Linked DNA regions of Mus musculus: all the other regions are linked to region 7. The links are chromatin contacts, called in public HiChIP or PLAC-seq and promoter capture Hi-C maps. All regions are on one chromosome and are shown on one strand. Each heading gives the region's core, a stretch centred on a gene start, on an enhancer-like site or on the middle of the called end of the contact. The rest is flanking DNA. Distances are from core to core; before and after follow the strand shown.

Region 1 (2,700 bases), core at 187-2,686, 350 kb before region 7:
CTATCTGACCTGGAACTTAATACATAGACAAGGGTGGTCTCAAACCCATAGAGATCCTCCTGCCTCTTTCTCCTGAGTGTTGGGATGAGAAGTGCTTGTCGTATTGGCTTTTAACTCACAGTGTGGCCATGGCTATCTTGGCCCAATCCTCCTGCCTCCAACTCCTGAGTTCATAATTACACTTGGCAGATTCCCTTCTGTTTTCAGGCTAATGATATTCAGTTACTTATATGAACCATTTCTTGTTTATTTGTTTTTGTTTTTTGAGATAGGGTTTCTCTGTATAGCCCCGGCTGTCCTGGAACTCACTTTGTAGACCAGGCTGGCCTCGAACTCAGAAATCCGCCTGTCTCTGCCTCCCAAGTACTGGGATTAAGGCGTGCGCCACCACCCATTTCTTGTTTGTTGATCCATTTATCCACCCTAGGACACTCAGGGTATAATTTCATTTTCAATGGCAAAGGATGGTGAGGGCTATATTTAAAACGAAGGTTTCTTTAAGTGGGTTTGGAAGTCCAATGCCCTGGCTCTTATATGTGCTTGAATCTCCTAAGGATCCTCTTCACTACATCACATGGTGAATAGCATCATGAGGAGACAGAGAGAACGCTCCTAAGGGAGCCAAAAATGAAGGAGAGGCCCGTCTTGATCAGTCATCATAACCCCCTCTAGTAGGGACTAAGTAGGATCTCATGAAAAACACCATAACCCCTTCTAAGAAAACAGCCTCAAAGGACCTAGTCACCTCTCCCTTCCATCACCTCCCAACATCATCATCACACTAGGGACCAAGCCTGCAACTTGTGCACTTCAGGGACAGGCTCCATCCATATTCAAGCCACAGCACATGGTTGCTCTTGTTGGAGGCTGCTGTGCGATGTTTGTCTCAACATAGAAGATAGAGCTCTGCCTGCAACCCCATCTTAAACAGACAGCGAAGAGAAAGCATCCCAAGTACTTGCCCAGGTCAAGCTTAATGGGGGGCCAAGTAGACAGCAGGACATTCAGTGTGCCTTGTTTCCTTTGTCTTTTGGCTCCAGGTATCAGCAAGCCAAACAAAGGCCCCTCATCTAAGCTGTGTTCTTCCAGGCCTACCTCCAGCGCCCAGAATGAGCCTATTGGCCCCCACAGCTCTCAGGAGCAAGAGTGATGTACAGGACATTGTGAGCAAGAAGTGGGTGCTGCAAACTGCATAACCCCCCTCCCTACCCGGGGAGGACACCGAGTGCTCACACAGAGCTTACTCGTCAGGACCCCCAGCCCAGGCTGGGTTAGACACACCCTGCCATTTTTCTCTAACAAGCAGGAGTTCAGTTCAGTTCACAGGGATGGGGTGGGGCCAGGATGGCCACTTTGATCCATGGGAGGGGCGTGGTGTTGTGCAGTTAGGAACAAAGTCTCCCCCTATTTAAGTCCAGGCACTCTGTGCTTTAGTTGATCCCTGGTGTCTCGTGTCTTTGTCTGCTGCTGTCCCGCCACCAGCCCCAGCCATGCAGGGCACCTGGGTGCTGCTGCTGCTGGGCCTCAGGCTACAGCTGTCCCTTAGTGTCATTCCAGGTAATGAGGCTCCTTCCAATGAACACCCCATTCCCACCCATGGCCCTTCATGCTGACCCTTCCTCTGCTATTCCCTTGGCCAGTGGAGGAGGAGAACCCGGCCTTCTGGAACAAGAAGGCAGCCGAGGCCCTGGATGCTGCCAAGAAGCTGCAGCCCATTCAGACATCAGCTAAGAACCTCATCATCTTCCTGGGTGACGGTGAGTGTGTGAGCGAGGCCTGGCCACCCTGGGGCCCTTGTACTCCAAGTACCCAGGGCCACTGGTGGGTACGGACAGGCCTCAGGGTTCAGTCCTGACGAGGTTCTGCTCCTTCAGGGATGGGGGTACCAACAGTGACAGCCACCAGGATCCTAAAGGGACAGTTGGAAGGTCATCTAGGACCTGAGACACCCCTAGCCATGGACCGCTTCCCATATATGGCTCTGTCCAAGGTGAGTTCTTAGCCACATCTGAAATGACTGATGGGGATCCAGGGCAAGGGAGGCAGAGAGGCTCGGGTGAAGAAATAAATGTCTGCTTTGAGCCCAGTTGGGGGTGTCTCTGTCCCCAGACATACAGTGTGGACAGACAGGTTCCAGACAGTGCAAGCACGGCCACCGCCTACCTGTGTGGGGTCAAGACCAACTACAAGACCATCGGCGTGAGCGCAGCCGCGAGATTCGACCAGTGCAACACCACATTTGGCAATGAGGTCTTCTCAGTGATGTACCGTGCCAAGAAAGCAGGTGAGTTGGAGCCAGGCTCAGCTATGGGGGGCAAGCCTAGGGGACTGGATGTCTCACCCTGACCTTTGCCGTCTTCAGGAAAATCCGTAGGTGTGGTGACCACCACCAGAGTGCAGCACGCCTCTCCCTCGGGCACATATGTTCACACAGTGAACCGCAATTGGTATGGGGATGCTGACATGCCTGCCTCTGCGCTGCGGGAAGGTTGCAAGGACATTGCTACACAACTCATCTCCAACATGGACATTAATGTAAGGAATAAAGTGTAAGGGAGAGGGGAAAGGGGAGGGAGAGGAGGAGAAGGAGGGGGAGGGAGGGGGAGGAAGGGGGGAAAGGGGGGAAGGGGTGGTCCCAGGCAACCTTGTAGACTGAACTCCCTGGATCTTCTGGGGTCTTTGAGGGCCGGGTAGTTCAGT
Region 2 (2,700 bases), core at 37-2,536, 380 kb before region 7:
GGCTGCCTATACTGCGATGAGTGACACCTCCATGCGGCCCTCCTCCCTCCCTCTTGGGGCTCACATCAATGTCCATGTTGGAGATGAGCTGAGTAGAGATGTCTTTGCAGCCATCCTGTAGCGCTGAGGCAGGCATTTGTGCATCCGAGTACCAACCACGGTTCACAGTGTGCGCGTAGGTGCCGGCCGGAGAAGCATGCTGCACCGACGTGGTGGTCACCACTCCCACAGACTTTCCTATAGAAAGTCACATGAGCCACCCAGGACCCCCGGGTCTGCCCAGGTCCTTCCACCCTGTCCCAACCTACCTGCTTTCTTAGCACGGTGCATCACCGAGACGACCTCGTTACCCCATGTCGTGTTGCACTGGTTGAAGCGTGCAGCTGCACTCAAGCCAATGACCTTCATGTTGGTTTTGACCCCGCAGAGAAAGGCTGTACCTGTGCCTGCGCTGTCCGGGATCTGCTTGTCTGTGTTGTATGTCTAGGGAGAGACAATCTCGGCTCAACTCTACTAGTAGACATTAGAGCTTGTCTTTTCCTGGGATTCTGGATTCTTCCCGGGAACCACTTTCCTGCCATATACCAGCTCTTGCCACCCACTGTGGAGACTCGAGTGTCTCCAAGCTCACCTTGGACAGAGCCATGTGTGGAAAGCGATCCATAGCTAGCTGTGTCTCAGGTCCCAGATGGCCTTGCTGCTGCCCCTTTAGGATCCGGGTAGCGGTTACTGTAGACACCCCCATCCCTGAAGGAGCAGAACATGATCAGGACTAACCCCTTAGGCCCACCAGGGGCCTCCTCGGGTGGCGGGTGTAGGAGAGTCCCAGGATAGGCAGGCCTCACGATCTCACCATCTCCCATGAGGATAACGAGGTTCTTAGCTGATGTCTGAATGGGCTTCAGCTTCTTGGCAGCATCCAGGGCCTCGGCTGCCTTTCGGTTCCAGAAGGCTGGATTCTCCTCCTCCACTGGCGAAGAAAAGAGCAGAGACAGGGTCAGACTGAAGACCCTGGAGCGCAAAGACGAGCGAGCAAACACCTGGAGGAGCCTCGTTACCTGGGATGACGCTCGGGCACACCTGTAGGCTGAGGCCCAGCAGCAGCAAGCAGGCTCCCCACATTGCTGTGGCAGGGTGCTGGTCTGTGAGGATGGCGGATGGAGAAGCTGCAATACCACAACACTAGCTGAGGTCCTGATGTGTTCCTCTTAAATAGGCGAAGATTTAGTTCCAACAGCAACCAAATAACTGGGCACACCTTTAATCTGCCACTCCAGGGGCAGAGACAGGCAGATCTCTGTGAGTTCCTCTTAAATAGGCGAAGACTTAGTTCCTGCCGGAAAGGCTCAGAGTCCCTCCCTAATCCTTAGGCACTACCCTGGCCCCACCCTATCCTGTGAACTGAATCTTGTCTGGCTGTAAAAAGTTGGCAAGGTGTGGAAGTCCAGGCCAACGTCCTGAATCTGTGGCTGAGGGTGGGTCCTAGGCATCTCCCCCACATTAGGTGGGAGGCTGGAGACAGCTACTGTCTGAGGGAAGAGCCTTAATCTTATGCTGCAGTGGTCACTGATCCTCCCATGGACATCCTTCTCTTTTTGTTCCAATTAGTCTTGCCCCCAATTGCCTCTCCCCTGACTAGGGCAGATATGGTATCCAGGAGCATTGGCCAGGAGAAATGTTGAATTGGAAAGATGGGGCTGATGGGTCCTATAGAACCACACTTGCACCACAGCTACTTTTGAGTGTTTGAATGCAATTGGACTGGGGGCAGTCCAAAATCCTGAGCCAAACCAGGCAAGGCCTGGGTCTTGCTCAGAAGCAGGCTTTCCCCTTATTTGATGTTGACTCGTATTCCCTTGGGCAGGTGGAGGGATCCCAGCGTGAGTGCTCTGCACAGACTCCGAGCACTTCTGTGGGTGTAACCTTCCTGTAATCTGGGGGTAAGCTAGGCTCACAGTGGCCAAGAAGTGTGGGGTCAAACCATGTCCCCATTGATGGATGCGTGGATCAGAGAAATGTGATCCACATAGGTGTGGTGGTCCAAGGTTGTAAGCCAGGTCTTCTAAGTCATGGCAGGAAAATTTAAGGGTAGCCTGTGCTACAAAGAAAATATATTGATTCAACAGCAACCAAATAACTGGGCACACCTTTAATCTGCCACTCCAGGGGCAAAGACAGGCAGATCTCTGTGAGTTCAAGGCCAATCTGGTCTACACTGTAAGTTCCAGCTACACAAACCTGCACAGAAAAACCCTGTCTTAAACCCCACTACTCAAAACAAACAAAAACAAGAACAATAAAAACAAAACAACAGCCTTTAATCCCAGCACTTGGGAAGCAGAGGCAGGCGAATTTCTGAGTTCGAGGCCAGCCTGGTCTACAGAGTGAGTTCCAGGATAGCCAGGGCTACACAGAGAAACCCTGTCTTGAAAAACAGAAACAAAAACAAAAAACAAAAAACAAACAAACAAAACAAACAAAACAAACAAAAAAACAACAAAAACCTAATCCATCAAGCCAGACTTTGTGGCACATTCCTTTAATTCGATCACTTAGGAGGCAGGGGTGGGTGGATCTCTGTGAGTTCAAGGCCAGCCTAGTCTACAAAGTGATTCCAAGAGCAGGTAGGGCAACAAAGAGACTTTATTTATTTACCTTTTTTTTTTTTTTTTGGTTTTTCCAAACAGGGTTTCTTTGTAT
Region 3 (2,700 bases), core at 193-2,692, 310 kb before region 7:
CCCTCGGGACAGGCTCCGCCACCGCCCGCCGCTCCCGGGCCCAGGTATTTGAGCGCCAGCATGGCCGCCAGGATGGCGCAGAGGCCGGCAGCAAACACCAACCCCGACAGCAGGCACACCTCGCGTCGATTCCAGCGGGGCAGCCCAGACCTGGACCCGCTAGCACTGCGCCCTGAGCCCCTCGGGAAGCCTGGAGGCAGTGAGGTCCCTCGAGCGCCCCCGGTGCCACACCGGCTCACATACTTGACTTCCTGGAACTCGTCGTAGTGCGCTGTCATGGAATACGGGGCCTCCATTGTGCCGAGGCTTTGGCTGCAGACCCCTTGTTTGGTCGATTATAGGCTGCTTCTGTCTGCGGGCTTTCTGGTCGGAGCCCACATGGCCCTCGGTCGCAGCTGTAGGAAGGGAACATTAGCAGGCTCAGAGAGGCCCTGGAAAGTGAGGGGACCCAGAAAACAAAGGGTGGGAGTTAGTTTAAGAAGATGGAGGCCACCTGTGATCCACAACCAAGGATCCCACTTCACTCCGTCAACCAAGAAAGAAGGGTTCAGTTGCCAGCAGCTCTTACTGGAATAGTAGCCTTTAACCTGCCTACCCAGGTCTCCACAAGCTCACCACAGAGTAAGGATGCTCGGACACAAAACCAAAGAGCACCGGGCACAAAGTGGGGGCTTCACTGACAACCTGTTTCCCTTGTCTTTGCCTTTCTTGCCCATCATCCTCTCCAGACAAGCCAGGTGGGGGAGGGGGAAGCAGAGGCCGGAGAAAGGAGGTGTGGTCAGGGGCGCCTCTCTGCGGACCCTGAAGCCTCCTTCAGTTCTCCGAACTAAAAGCGACCAGACACCCAAACTTCGTCCTCGGGGAAGTCTGCAGGACCACTCTCAAGCCACCCTCTGGCTGTTTCTCTTCAATGGCTCCAAAGCCCACAAGTCCCTTCCCCAAGCAGCAGCCCTCTCCATTCCCCATCTTTCCCCCACCCGACTCCCCAACCCCGACGGCCCAGATGGAAAACCAGAGACTGGTTTCATCATTTGCCACCCATCAACGCCCCGGGCCATCCCTGTCGTCAACAGGTTCTCCCCAGAATCCAAAGTTGGGAGAAGTTTCACCCCCTTTGCTGCGCCAGCCCTGAGCTCAATCTCTTGCGTCGCGCGGCGCAGTCAGCGGAGCTTGAGAGCCGAGTCCTGGAGTCGCAGCCGCAGCCGCAGCTGGAGCCAGAGCCGGGAGGACAGAGACAAAGCCGAGAAGCTCGGCTCGGCAGCCGCGGTGGCCTCGGAGGTGGCTGTGATGATGTCCTCGGAGGCGGCGGGCCCGAATGACACTTACCCGGCAGGTGCGCGTCTGGGCCGGGCGAGGACCGAGGGAGGGGTCGGGAGCAAATCCCGGCCTCAGCCGGAGAGGAGCTGGGCTGGCTGCGGCTCTCTTCGTGCGCCCGCCGCCTCTGCCGCCGCGCCGCGCCGCCCGCCAGCCCCGAAGGAGGGGGCGCGCCGGCGGCTCCACCCTCCTTCTCCCGCCCCCTGCACCCCTCCTTCTCTCTGCTTCCCTCTGGGCTACCTGTCAGCTCCAGCAGTGCGGAGGTGGGGATGGCGACCGCGGAGATAACGCTCCTGAGAGTGATGCACCAGCTTCTGGCTCCAGGACTCCGGAGTCCAGATCTGTCCCGGGAGGAGGAAGCACGGTCCCTTCTGATGAGCCACTTGGAGCCACCTACCAGTCTGCGGTAAAGGGACTGAAGCTGGAGATCTGGAGGCCAGAGGGAAGTCTGGGCCGAGCCCACAGAAGCTCAGCCCAGGGAGGACTCCAATGGGCAGGTGAAGAGCCTGTATCTGGACCAGCACTCTGCCAGGCGCCATCAGCACCAAGACTTCTTTGTCCTTTTAACTCCTGCTTGCCCCATCTGGGTTCTGGTTGGTACAAGACCCTTTACCTAGCTCTCCTGGGGAGGTTGCAAGTAGAGGCTGAGGCTGTGGCCTCCTCAACCTTAGGTTTTCCTGACATCATTGGCAGGAAGTCCCAGACCCACATAGAAAGGCCTAGAAAAGGATGGTAGGGTGGGGAGAGGGAGGAATCTTGCTCCACTTCCCTCACGGGACTACACAGGGTGAGTTTGTCCAGTCTTCCACCCATTCCGGTTGGCTGAACTAGCTTTTTAAATGTTGGGGACCTCGCTCCTTCCAAGAGACAGAATCATCTTTACCTCTCCACTGTACCCACAAGGTGAAGCCCACACGTGACAGAGACCTGGGAGCTTTCTGAAGGACTGCTACTGTTTCAGGAATCTGCTTTCTCTGCCTCGACTTACCCATCTCTTCTGGTATCCCCAGCAAAGGACCACACAGCCCCAGCAATCCCAACCTTGTGGCTCCAGCCTGCAGCCCTGGCCTAAGCAATGTTTCAGACATTGGTGAAGACCGATGTGATAGAACCCATGTTGAGGTGGGACTGCGGAGAGCGACCACCATCCCGTCGCCATCCCCTCCGGATGTTCTTCATCGTCAGCTACCCAGTCACTAGCCTTTAGTGGCCACCTCTACCACTTTCCTGCCTGTCCAGTCTGTCCATTTCTAAGTCCCACTCACAGGACTGTCTTTCATTCTGACCATCCTAAGGTCCTCTCCTGCCCCATGCATTCTTCTCAGGTCCAATTAATTCTACTGAGGAGCGATGGAATTACGCAAAAATGCCGTGTTTCCGTGAGGG
Region 4 (2,700 bases), core at 147-2,646, 420 kb after region 7:
GCAGCCCCAGTCTGAGGCTGAATGTATAGAAAGCTGCTGGAATGTCACTGGTATAATTTCGTGTTCAGATGTTGAAGAAGGGCTATGGGATGGCTCAGCAGTTAGTTGTACAGATAATGAAGATCAGTTTGGATCTGAGAACCCATGGAGTGGGCTGGCATTTCACCCCAGGTCAGAGGAGGAGGAGACAGGAGGATCTCTGAGGCTTGCTGGCTTTCAGCCTAGCTGAGAAAATATGAGTTGTAGGTTCAGAGAGAAAGAGAGAACCAGTCTGAAAAATAATATTGAAGAGTAATAGTCAAAGATATACCACAGACTCCTTTCTGGTCTTTACTCATATACACAGATGCATGCACCTCACACATATGCATAATTCACAAACAGCACAAAGCCTAAAGAATCTGGAGTCAGATCTGCACAGCAATGGCAGGAGAAAAAATATGTTTAATAAGAGGTGAACAGGCTAGTACCTGAGTTTGATAAGAGGTGAACAGGCTAGTACCTGAGTTTGATAAGAGGTGAACAGGCTAGTACCTGAGTTTGATAAGAGGTGAACAGGCTAGTACCTGAGTTTGAGGCAGAATGATTATGAATTTGAGACCAATCTGGGCTGTGTTAGTGTACCTAGGAGATTCCTTTCTTTAATTGCTAGCTAAGTAATAAAGGAGCTTTATGGTGGCTTGGAAGACTTGTTCAGTACTGTTGTGTGTTTGGCTTTTAGGCTTGTGGGTGAGTAGTGGTTTCCTGGTGGCCCCGAACTTCTCATCTGTTCCCAGCAGATGTCAGCCTGAGGGTGATCAAAGATGTGCCATTGTGAGAAACTGTGACCTTTATCCAGATTTCAACATAAGTTTTCCTTCTCAGCTTGTTTAAATCTCTCATATTTCCTGGGCAAAATCCCTAGCCAATCACTTTGGCTTGGAGAAAGGAAAACTGTCCATACTTGGCAGATTTCTTCTTAGGAAAGACTTCCTGGTTCCTGTGACTGTTGGCCTGGGCCTGGGGTGGGCAGAGCTGTGTTTGAGGGTCCTTGGAGTAATTTTATGGGCTAAGTGTTGTTTCCCTACAGTCAGGAGCCCCTGCCTCTCTACTGGGAGGGGGCCCTTTTTGTGCTTAGCTAGGGATTCATTGGGAACCTGACTATGGCCCCACAGGCCATCTCTCAGCAGAGATTTCAGGCATTTCTCAGGTACCTGGAGCTTTACACTGTGCGTTTGCTGTTCCAAGGAAATAAAGAGATCACACCACTGTACTCTAAAATACTAGGCACTCTGAGACAAACAGGTTTTTTTTTCTGCATAATTTCCTAAAAAATGCTACCAGGTAAGCCTGAGGTAGCCTGCTCTTGTCACAGGATGGGCCCACAGTTAAGGCCGGCCTTGGTCAGTGGCAGGAGCCTGTGAGAACCATGCAGAGGGACTTTTACCCCAATCATACTCCATGCGTTAGAATTCATTCTGTGCTTTCCAAATCCAGAAGCAGGAAGAGGGCCTGGTCTTGTGCCAGGTTGGTGGCCATGTGTTTACCAAGTGTGTGGCTTTGTTGAAGGCAATGCCTATGCCTGGATACAACTGGTCTACAAGCCAGGCTTAGGCCAGTCTTCATAGTCACTCGAGGCAGAGAAGACACTGGTCTCCCTGGCAGCCAGGTGGGTTGGAATATAGTTTGGGTGTGAGGTCTTGCTTCTTGCCTGAGCTATGCGGTTAGATTATCAGGAGAATTGCCATGGACACAATCTAAGCTGTTTATGGATTATTGTGTGTGAATGAACATGTGTGTGTTTATTGTTAATATTCACTTGCCTTTCTTTACAAATGGCAGAGAAAACAAAAGCAGATAGTAGAATGACTGCCATTTGACTCTAGTCAAAACTAATAGTTTTATGAAGGGGTTTTTGACAGATGGAAAAGCCTTGGATCTGATTGAATCTTTCATAGAGTGCCTATGAAATTAATAAATAGTTGTTTTACTGAGCACTCTTTGATAAATGTACCTATTGTGTGACTGAGTATCTCTGATCTTAGAAATATGTTATCATTTTTTAGGAAATTATGTGGAAAAAAATCCTACCTGTTCGTCTCAGAGTGCCTAGTGTTTTAGAGTACTGTGGTGTGATCTCTTTATTTTCTTGAAACAACTTGTTACTGTCATTGCTGTTTACTGACTCAGTGTGTGTTATCTCCCACCTGAAGAAAAGGCAATGACTGTGTGAATCTCCATGTTCACACAGGACTGCAGAAGCTGTGGGTGCTACCTCTCAGAGAGATGTAAGGGTGCCCTCCATAGAGCCTGCTGTAAAAAGTGCTTTGTTTAGGGCTGCACCCAGGGCTAGGTCCAGTCCACCCCCGCCCTGCTGGACTTTGCTTCACAGAAGTTGGCACAGCCTTTTCTATGGGCTCATTGTTCATGGCTGCAAAGATTATTAAGGGAGGATCAGGACAGTCCGACATTCAGAAGATAATTAGGAGTTGGGGTTGCTCTGCACTTTCTTTGACTTCTTCATCCAAACAAAAAAGCTGAAGTGACATGACCTTGGAGATGGGGCCTTGGTATCTGCCCTGCACTCAGCTCTTTGGGCCTGTTTCTCAGGTGTAGGGCATGGGTACAACCCGCTGCCAGCCTTGTGCTGCCTTCTGAGGAGTGAACTTCATTTAGGGCTTGCTCTATTCAGGAAAAATCTAATCACACTGAGTCTACATT
Region 5 (2,700 bases), core at 186-2,685, 450 kb after region 7:
TATAAGTTGGGGGGTGGGGGGGGGTGACTTTTAGTGGTGTGGCATCAATGAGTGAGATGTACAGTAGGGTAGAGAGATGTTTGAGGAGTTATAGATTGACTCTTTAGGTCTGAGTATTTCAGTGTCTTTGGGAAGGGAGGGGTTATAGAAACCAGCAAGGTTTGATTGCCAAGACATGTTGAATAAGTGAGGAAGGGCTGGGGATCCTGGTATCTGCTGGTGATCACAAAGCCCATCTGTCCCCTCTAGTGGGCTCTACTGAGAAGGTACAGGCCACATACTTCAAATCAGACTTCCTACACTTATTGTGGCTATTGATGGTGTCAACAGAGTGTGTACTGCATGAGAATGGTTCTTAGACTTGCTGTCTAAGGAATGTTTTCCTCACTGTTTTCCACCAGTGTCAGCTAGGTGTGCTGCCCCTGGGGACAGGGAACGACCTGGCCCGTGTTCTTGGCTGGGGCTCTGCCTGTGATGATGATACACAGCTTCCTCAGATCTTGGCAAAGCTGGAGAGGGCCAGCACTAAGATGCTGGACAGGTGAGTGGGGCAGCCAGGATGTGTGAATGGCAGCTGGACCAAGAAGCATTGGCCTCTGTGGCCAAGCTTCATACTCTAAGACTTGTGAGGACTAAGACTAGCCCTAGTCTCAAGAAAACCAGAAAACTCAAACAGTCAGAATACAACTAAGATAAAGGCACCAGACTATGACATTGGAGCAGTGAGGGGTTGGTTGGGGGATGGGGCCCTGCAGATCCCTGGGTGTTAGTGGGTATTCTGCAGCTGAGCTGACTTTGGGCCTGTGCAGGTGGAGTGTCATGGCATATGAGACCAAGCTCCCTCGGCAGGCCTCCTCCTCCACTGTCACTGAGGACTTCAGCGAGGACTCAGAGGTACCACCATTTGCTTGCTCTTTCTCTTGTAGTGCTGGGAATGGCACTTCAATTCTCACACTTGGCACTGAGCTGACCCCCAGTCCACCACCTGCTATTTAAGCCCCACATGTGATTGTCATGTACTCAGCTTTTTTACTACATCCTTGTCCCTTTTGTGGTTCTGAAGGAGTGCAGGAAGAGCCTTGGGCTGAGATTGAGGCTGAGCAGGCTCAACTCTAGGGCTTCATGACTGTTGGGAGGTGCTTTCCGATGCCTAACCCCTTGTGACATCTTATGCTCAGCACTTATGCAGTCTGCTGTTCTTCCTATACAGCCTCCTCCTGTCTGCTTCCGGAAGTCTCCATGCTCATCTGTCTCTCTCTGACATCTGTGCTGCCCTTGTAGTTAGCACACACCGCTTCAGCACCAGTTCCAGTCCTCTGTGCTGAGCAGTGGCCACTCCAGGGATTCAGTTCTGAGATCCTGATTTGTGTTTATGTCCTAACTGCTCCGCTGGGCACATGCAGTGTTGGTCCTGCTAGGTGACTGGTCTGACAAGCCCAAGGGGTCAAGGACAGTAGCAGTCAGCAAGCCAAGCCAAGCCTACTTTTTATGGCTTCACAGGTGGAGCGTGGCCTGTGCTTTTGTTTTGAGAATATTTGTGTGGAGCCTGAGAAAAGTACCCAGGAAAATGTCTGAGACTGGCACAGATAGTTTCTCTTTGACCTGTGAGAAGGTTTGCTTGCTATGGGGTGGACAGAGAACGGTGGAGCTGAGAGACAGAGTTCCTGGTCAGGGCAAAAGGAAGCTTCTGCACTGCCTGGCCACGAGCGAGCGCACTACTGAAGGTAGACTGGGGTTTACGCCAGGGCTTTCAGGCTTTCTCACTGTCCTGCCTGAAGAGCCATAGTCTGTCGGGGGCTCTGATAGGGATTGTTTAGTTCTGACTCATCATTTAGTCTGTCCACAGGTTGGTGACACTTTTGTCCTCGCTCCCTTAGCGGTGGACAGCCCTGATAGTGTTTAGAGATGGTCTGTTCTGTGAGAGGATGGACCAGAAGGGCCGAAGAAAACTCCCAAGTCAGACACTAATGGCGCTCACAGTAGACTGTGGGACTAACTGCCCCCTGTTTTGGTATGATTATAGGTGCAGCAAATTCTCTTCTATGAAGACTCAGTCGCAGCTCATCTTTCTAAAATCTTAACTTCGGACCAGCATTCTGTGGTGATCTCATCAGCCAAGTGAGTAGTGGGGCTCTGGGGACTCAGAGAGGCGGCACGCTGCTGCTCTGCAGGGTCCCAGCCAAGCTGCCTTCTGTCCTACAGAGTGCTCTGTGAGACAGTGAAGGACTTTGTGGCTCGAGTGGGCAAGGCCTATGAGAAGACGACAGAGAGCTCGCAGGAGTCAGAGGTCATGGCCAAGAAGGTAGGTTCCCAGGCACAGGGTAGGTGGAGCAGCTGGTGCAGAGGAGCTTGCTCTCATGCTGCTATTTCTTGAATCCAGTGCTCTGTCTTGAAAGAGAAACTGGACTCTCTCCTCAAGACCTTGGATGACGAGTCTCAGGCTTCATCCTCTCTGTCTAACCCACCTCCTACCATTGCTGAGGAGGCTGAGGATGGGGACGGATCAGGCAACATCTGTAGCTCTACTGGGGACCATTTGGTGGGCTCGGCATGCCCCTCCCGGCCACAGATCTTCCGGCCCCGGGAGCAGCTAATGCTGAGAGCCAACAGCCTGAAGAAAGCAATTCGCCAGATTATAGAGCACACAGAAAAAGGTAATGGGTCTCTGAGTCCCTAGGTGTCACTGGAGTTCCCAGATTC
Region 6 (2,700 bases), core at 108-2,607, 380 kb after region 7:
GCTGGGATTAAAGGCGTGCACCACCACTGCCCAGCTTGGTTCTTTTTCTTTTTCTTTTTCTCTTTTCTTTTCTTAAATGTCATTCTTTAGCCTAGGCTGGTACTAGTTAATAGGAATTTAAATATAAGTACTTGTATGTAGCCAGTGGCTACAGCATAGGTGGAGTGTGTCCTGGTTCATCCAGGCATCTCAGATCTTTTTCACAAAAGTCATCCTCTGTACTGGTTGGGAGGTCAGTATCCTGGCCTCATCTTTGTGCCAGATTAGGAACCTCCTGTGGTTCCTGGTGGTATCTGACTTGTATTGCCACTAGAATGAGTTGTCCAGTTGTCCAGAGGCCCAAAGCTTGCTGATTGGTGGGTCTCCAGCAGCAGCCTCTGAAAGGGTGAAGGGATAGCCAAGGTGGTCCTCTGCTGACTTGCCTCTTAGAGCAGAGCAGAGCAGGAAGGTAGCACATTGTCCTGGTTGGCCCCAAGTCCTTTTCCATCTCAATATGCCCAAACAAAACAAAACAACAAAAAAACAAAACTCCAAACGGAAGCCACTCCTTTTCTAACTGCATAGGGTCCTCCTTTGGCTCAGAGTTCATTCTGCTATGTCTCTCTAGTACCCCATCCCTCCCTTCTGAATCTCAGTTCCCTTCTCTATCTCTCAGCCCCAGCCAGTAATTCAGAGTGCCTATTTGCCTTAATACTTCATAGATCCTCCGCTTTGTGACCCAGCCAGGCTCAGCTTATCTACCTCTTTACTCCCCCAACTCCAACCGGGTTTCTTGCTGCCCTCAGGTCTCAGCAGAAAAGGCCAATCCCGTATCTGGTCCTCAGAGCCTCGATCCCAAAGCTCTCCAGTTCCTGTCCTAGTCCCATTTTCCTCCCTCTAAGCCCCTCTAAATCCCTTCCTTCCTTTCTTTTTTCTTTTTGCCTCTGGGCCTTTGCACAGATCTAGCCTCTGCCTACAACACGGTTCCCCGGTTCTCCATCTTTCCTTAACAGTGGCCTTAACAGAAGTTCTCCCTCTGGGTGTACTTTCACGCACTCTGTAAACTGTTTCACCAACATAGTCCAGCGGCCTCCTAGAGATCACTTACACTCGGGTATGAGTGATAAAACAGTGTACTCAGAGACAAAAACTAGAAATTGTGTTCCAAGAAGAAAACGACAGAAGACATCAGAAGGAAAGAGATGGGTCAGGCCGAAACAACCCAGCAAGGGCCCGGCAAGCCTACGTCTGCGCCCACTGCCTATGGGGGCGCGGTGGGGTGGGGCGGCCGGCCTCTAGGCCCCGCCCCGCCCAGGCTCCGCCCCAGGCGCTGGGCCCATCCCATCCCCGCCCCGCCCCGCCCCCCCGCGGCGCGCGCGCTGGCCGGGCAGCATGGCGGCGGCGGCGGGCGCCCCTCCGCCGGGTCCTCCTCAGCCACCTCCGCCGCCGCCGCCTGAGGAGTCGTCCGACAGTGAACCCGAGGCTGAGCCGGGCTCCCCGCAGAAGCTTATCCGTAAGGTGTCCACGTCGGGCCAGATCCGGCAGAAGGTGAGCCCGCGGCGTCGGCCGGGCGCGCGCCCCTCACGCCGCGGTCCCTGCCGAGGCCCGTGACCGTGTGCGAGCGGCCGCCCAGGCCCTGCCGGGCCCGAGGTCCTGCGGTCGCTGCTACGGGGCCGAGCGCGCCGCGGCTTAACGGACCGCGGGGACCGGGCCGCGAGGACGGGGCCGCGGGGACCGGTCTGCGGGGACTGGGCGCAGGTGGGCGCCGCCGCTGAGGAGACCGAGGCCCGGCGTGCTGCTGGGGCCGCTGCGGGGACCGCTGCGGGGGCCGCAGGCGCGTGCTCCCCGAGGCCTGGGGGGTCTGTAGGTCTGAGCACCGGGTGCAGCTTCCCGTACTCACCTGCGTCAGGCTCTCCCTCCACTGCTCAGCCCGCTGCGGGGTCCTCACCCCTATGTTCCGAAAGGGAAGGGATGCGCGTGTAGTGGCCGCTTCTCCCTCTCTCCCTCCCTCTCTTCCTCCCTTTCACCCTCCTCCCTCCTTGGGAAAGCCGGGACTCCTCACCCGCTGGGCTCAGAACTCTCTCCGTGGAGAACTCCAGCCGCTCGGGTTGCAGTGCAGAGAGACACATGCCTTTTTGTTGTCTTTCCCTAAGAATAAAGTTGCACCCTTTGCTTTTCCTTTCTGGTTCCTCTTGAAAACTGCGTATGGTTTCTTGCCGAGGTGAGCCCTCCTTGTTGGAAGGGCTTCCTCAGGCAGGTGGCTGGACAGGTGGTGGCTAGCAGGTTGCCACCGTGGGGCAGCCTTGGCAGTTCCGGCTGGCACGGGCTTGCTCATCCTGCTGCAGTGCGCTTTTCCTCCGAGGCCAGTTAGTTACCCTTTACTGGAAAAACCATTTCTTGCTTGATCATCTGCCACCCTCTGTTACTTGCCGGGGTTGGGGATTGGGGTGCCATTTAGGTGCTGACGTGGTCCATTTGTTATGTGGTACCCAAGTCATTCAGCACACGGGACCTAACACCTGTGTTATTCTAGCTATAACAATTACAGCCCCAGGAACAAGTTTAAGGAGCCTTGATACTAATGGAAATGCCCTTTCCTAGTGCTTGGTCCTTAAGATAGGTAGTGGTGTGAGGCAGATCAGACTCTCTGACTGAGGGGAATGGTGAGTGAAGGCCAGGATCGCGGTGGGGACGGTGGACTCCTCCGAAATTGCATTGAGT
Region 7 (2,700 bases), core at 72-2,571:
CTTCTGAAAATGAACACACAAGGGGGAGCGATATGAAAATTCATAAAAATGTAAGTGCTGTGAAGAACCTTAAAGTGACCCAACGACAGGACACAGGCTGACTGACCAAGCTCAGACCTGGAGAAACATGATGATGAGTGTAGCTACTACTTTCTAGGGAAGAAGATAGAGTGCAAAGGCCCTGGGGCAGGAGCCACGCTAGTATCCTGCAGGAGCCCTATTGTTGGGGCCAGCAGCTGGAACATAGGGAGAGAGCAGGAAAGCAGAGGGAAGACTGGCTAGGGAATTTGCCTTTTTGTTTGGAAAACTATGAAGTAGCAGAGCCTCAGGGGCTTAAGAGACTTGGGGAACTTGCAGGGTGAGCACACCTGTGTGTGTGTGTGTGTGTGTGTGTGTGTGTGTGTGTGTGTGTGCGCGCGTGTGTTGAAGTCCATCTGTGGGTGTAGGCAGAGGCTGAGGAGGCCAATGTGCTTGGTCAGACCTGTTGGGAAGGTAGTGAGCTGAACTCTGAGCCAAGCCCAGGCTTAAAGGTGAAACTGAGTCTCTGGATTAGTGGAGAGTGCCTACAAGAACAAGGGAGCCAGGGAGAAGGACTTGTGCATTGAGACCTTCCTGGAAGGGGCCTAGAGCGGCTGGCCAAGGGGCTTTAATAGAAAATGCCTCACAACCTTAGCTTTAGTAAGGGCCAGTGGAAGGGTCCTGAGCAGGGTCTCCCAGAGTCCTGAGCACAGTGGCTCAAGGCATTTGTTGTGCCTGGGTGAGGCTCCTGTCTTGGGAGGCTGGGAAAGTTTGTACTTTCACTAGTCCAGGAATATGTGTGTGTGTGTGTGTGTGTGTGTGTGAGAGAGAGAGAGAGAGAGAGAGAGAGAGAGAGAGAGACAGAGAGAGTGAGACAGAGAGACAGAGACAGAGAGACAGAGAAGAGAAAGAGGAGGGGAGCAGGGCAGAGACAGAGAGAGAGGAAAGGAACCCTCTCTCTCCCCTCCCCTCCCCTCCCCTCCCCTCCCCTTCTCTCCCTTTCTCTCCCCTTTTCTCTCCTCTCCTCTCCTCTCCTCTCCTCTCCTCTCCTCTCCTCTCCTCTCCTCTCCTCTCCTCTCCTCTCCTCTCCTCTCCTCTCCTCTCCTCTCCTCTCCTCTCCTCTCCTCTCCTCTCCTCTCCTCTCCAGGGTGGGGCTGTTTGGTAGTTCAGGACTGCAGGTCTGTCTGAGTGCGCTCTCTCTCTCTCTCTCTCTCTCTCTCTCTCTCTCTCTCTCTCTCTCTCTCTCTCTGTGTGTGTGTGTGTGTGTGTGTGTGTGTGTGTGTGCATGCGCGTGCATGTGTGAGGGGCGGGCACGGTGTCCCAGGAGGACAGAGTTTGCATTGATGAAAACCCTTCCCAGCTCTTTGAAGCCTCTTTCCCGCTGCCTGAGCCCAGCCGCCTAGTCCTCTGTGTCCCATAAGACTGCTCACTCCCTGCCAGGATGGCATCTTGTCTGGCCCTGCGCGTGGCGCTGCTGCTCATCTCTGGGGTCCTGGCCCCTGCGGTGCTCACAGGTAAGGGGCGCAGGCCCTCAGCTCTGCTGCTACCAACTTCTCAGGGCCAATAACTACCACTGGGACCAGATCCTCCAGTACCTATGGGGTACAAGCCCCTCACACAAGGTGGGATTCCCAGCTGTGGTGATTCTGGGAGACTCCCACAATGCTGGCTGGTAGAAACCGAGTAAGATGATGTATGTTAGCAGCAGGATGGGTGGCCATTGAAAAAGACTTGGGTATCAGGGTCTGGTACATTTGGCTGTCTGATGTTCTTGGGGTAATACTTTGCCGCTAGAACACCTGGAGACTTCTGGACCTGGGAGGCTGGAGGACTCATCAGACATAAGGCAAAGGGCTAAAGGCCAGAGACCCTCTGGGCAGAAAACCCAGAGACTCATGATTCCTTTAAATTCTGCAAACCCTTTCCTTCTGACTTACGACCTAGGTGCTGTCCCCATAGAGATAAATATTTCTTAGAGTCTTTTGCAGGATAGTGAGGAAACTGGACTGAGCCCTAGGTGGCCTCTCTGGGGTCTGAAAAAAACACTGCATGGCAGGCCTGCTCTGGGTCTGCTTCAGAGCAGGGACATAGGCACAGATAGGCTTTGATTATGAGAAAATAAATCTCGCGCAGTTGTTCAGTAGTCTGCAGAAAGGCCTCTGGGTTCCCTGGTTGTCTTACAACATTGCTGCCTGAACTTTAGGGGTGTCTGTGTGTCTACAAAGGAAAGAAGTCACCTCTGTGGTAGAAGCATAGCCTCGGAACTCGCGGCCACACCCCAGGATGGTGACGGTGGTCTGTGGGCCGTTCTACCTCCCCTCAACACCCCAGGAAATAGCTAAAGACCTGACTCTGCCCAGCCTGGCTCATACCTCTCTTGGCCATTTCCTAATCTGTAGAAGGTGGCACCCACTACGCTGCCTCCCTCATAGTGGGATGCTAAGGCCTCACCAGGGCTCAATGCAGGGCTCTGAGGATGGCCAAATGTCCAGTCAACACTCAGTGTTCAGAGTGTGAGCAGGGTTCAAAGCCCGAATGGATTTTGGGGAGAACCATCTCTTCTCATATGTTGGGACACACCCAGCTTCTGGAGTGGGAGCTGTGCTCGGTAATGTAGCCTGAAGTACCCCTGAGTTAGGACTTACAGTGGGAGGAGGCATTTTCTATTGCCTAGGACTTGGA

Evidence for each region. Promoter capture Hi-C pulls out the DNA fragments that hold promoters and counts their contacts. HiChIP or PLAC-seq counts read pairs in DNA pulled down with a chosen protein or histone mark.
Region 1: a contact with region 7 is called in an H3K4me3 HiChIP or PLAC-seq map of embryonic stem cells, with 5 times the contacts expected there. The contact joins the promoter of Akp3 here to the promoter of Snorc in region 7. A contact is called at or near these places in 6 of 39 promoter capture datasets (embryonic stem cells, hematopoietic stem and progenitor cells, liver and 2 more) and 1 of 115 datasets of contacts at active chromatin or transcription factors (embryonic stem cells).
Region 2: a promoter capture Hi-C map of embryonic stem cells shows a contact between it and region 7, with 2.9 times the contacts expected there. The contact joins the promoter of Alppl2 here to the promoter of Snorc in region 7. A contact is called at or near these places in 4 of 39 promoter capture datasets (embryonic stem cells, liver and stem cell-derived epiblast-like cells).
Region 3: a promoter capture Hi-C map of embryonic stem cells shows a contact between it and region 7. The contact joins the promoter of Ecel1 here to the promoter of Snorc in region 7. A contact is called at or near these places in 10 of 39 promoter capture datasets (cranial neural crest, embryonic stem cells, hematopoietic stem and progenitor cells and 3 more), 1 of 115 datasets of contacts at active chromatin or transcription factors (embryonic stem cells) and 1 of 9 other capture datasets (embryonic stem cells).
Region 4: a promoter capture Hi-C map of liver shows a contact between it and region 7, with 3 times the contacts expected there. The contact joins the enhancer-like site here to the promoter of Snorc in region 7. A contact is called at or near these places in 4 of 39 promoter capture datasets (cranial neural crest, hippocampal neurons, liver and 1 more) and 2 of 115 datasets of contacts at active chromatin or transcription factors (embryonic basal ganglia and embryonic stem cells).
Region 5: a promoter capture Hi-C map of liver shows a contact between it and region 7, with 6 times the contacts expected there. The contact joins the enhancer-like site here to the promoter of Snorc in region 7. A contact is called at or near these places in 13 of 39 promoter capture datasets (the 3T3-L1 cell line, 3T3-L1-derived adipocytes, the HPC-7 cell line and 8 more), 5 of 484 Hi-C or Micro-C datasets (the HPC-7 cell line, bone marrow-derived macrophages, cortical neurons and 2 more), 2 of 115 datasets of contacts at active chromatin or transcription factors (T-cell acute lymphoblastic leukemia and extraembryonic endoderm stem cells) and 1 of 9 other capture datasets (liver).
Region 6: a contact with region 7 is called in an H3K4me3 HiChIP or PLAC-seq map of pro-B cells, with 6 times the contacts expected there. The contact joins the promoter of Dgkd here to the promoter of Snorc in region 7. A contact is called at or near these places in 10 of 39 promoter capture datasets (the 3T3-L1 cell line, cranial neural crest, embryonic stem cells and 5 more), 1 of 15 datasets of contacts at CTCF or cohesin (large pre-B cells), 6 of 115 datasets of contacts at active chromatin or transcription factors (SST interneurons, embryonic forebrain, embryonic hindbrain and 3 more) and 2 of 9 other capture datasets (adipose tissue and embryonic stem cells).

The regions. Positions count from the first base shown.
Region 1 is chr1:87,123,518-87,126,217 of GRCm38.p6, forward strand. Akp3 (alkaline phosphatase 3, intestine, not Mn requiring) reads left to right here and starts at 1,437. Exons shown (of 11, transcript NM_007432.3): 1 at 1,437-1,557; 2 at 1,641-1,757; 3 at 1,875-1,990; 4 at 2,110-2,284; 5 at 2,363-2,535. The coding sequence starts at 1,491.
Region 2 is chr1:87,088,642-87,091,341 of GRCm38.p6, forward strand. It overlaps Alppl2 (alkaline phosphatase, placental-like 2), which reads right to left and starts at 1,287. Exons shown (of 11, transcript NM_007433.3): 1 at 1,059-1,287; 2 at 854-970; 3 at 632-747; 4 at 309-483; 5 at 65-237. The coding sequence starts at 1,122. The region is part of intron 1 of Gm29371 (a long non-coding RNA gene); the gene reads left to right.
Region 3 is chr1:87,154,694-87,157,393 of GRCm38.p6, forward strand. Ecel1 (endothelin converting enzyme-like 1) reads right to left here and starts at 1,443. Exons shown (of 18, transcript NM_001277925.1): 1 at 1,327-1,443; 2 at 1-395. The coding sequence starts at 296. All of the region lies in intron 3 of Gm33292 (a long non-coding RNA gene), which reads left to right.
Region 4 is chr1:87,890,320-87,893,019 of GRCm38.p6, forward strand. All of the region lies in intron 3 of Dgkd (diacylglycerol kinase, delta), which reads left to right. Among named protein-coding and RNA genes, the nearest start is that of Gm19582, 37 kb to the left of the region's middle. Within about 2 kb of position 1,397, at least 79 of the 459 cell types and tissues checked have an H3K27ac peak or open chromatin away from gene starts, as enhancers often do. A contact at or near this core is called in liver, where this site is marked.
Region 5 is chr1:87,923,671-87,926,370 of GRCm38.p6, forward strand. It overlaps Dgkd (diacylglycerol kinase, delta), which reads left to right. Exons shown (of 30, transcript NM_177646.3): 11 at 402-541; 12 at 810-894; 13 at 2,024-2,118; 14 at 2,203-2,302; 15 at 2,381-2,654. Among named protein-coding and RNA genes, the nearest start is that of Gm19582, 71 kb to the left of the region's middle. Within about 2 kb of position 1,436, at least 5 of the 459 cell types and tissues checked have an H3K27ac peak or open chromatin away from gene starts, as enhancers often do. A contact at or near this core is called in liver, where this site is marked.
Region 6 is chr1:87,851,930-87,854,629 of GRCm38.p6, forward strand. It overlaps Dgkd (diacylglycerol kinase, delta), which reads left to right and starts at 1,358. Exons shown (of 30, transcript NM_177646.3): 1 at 1,358-1,527. The coding sequence starts at 1,372. It overlaps Gm19582 (predicted gene, 19582), which reads right to left and starts at 2,370. Exons shown (of 2, transcript NR_136921.1): 1 at 2,042-2,370; 2 at 1,418-1,929.
Region 7 is chr1:87,468,880-87,471,579 of GRCm38.p6, forward strand. Snorc (secondary ossification center associated regulator of chondrocyte maturation) reads left to right here and starts at 1,322. Exons shown (of 3, transcript NM_028473.2): 1 at 1,322-1,532. The coding sequence starts at 1,460.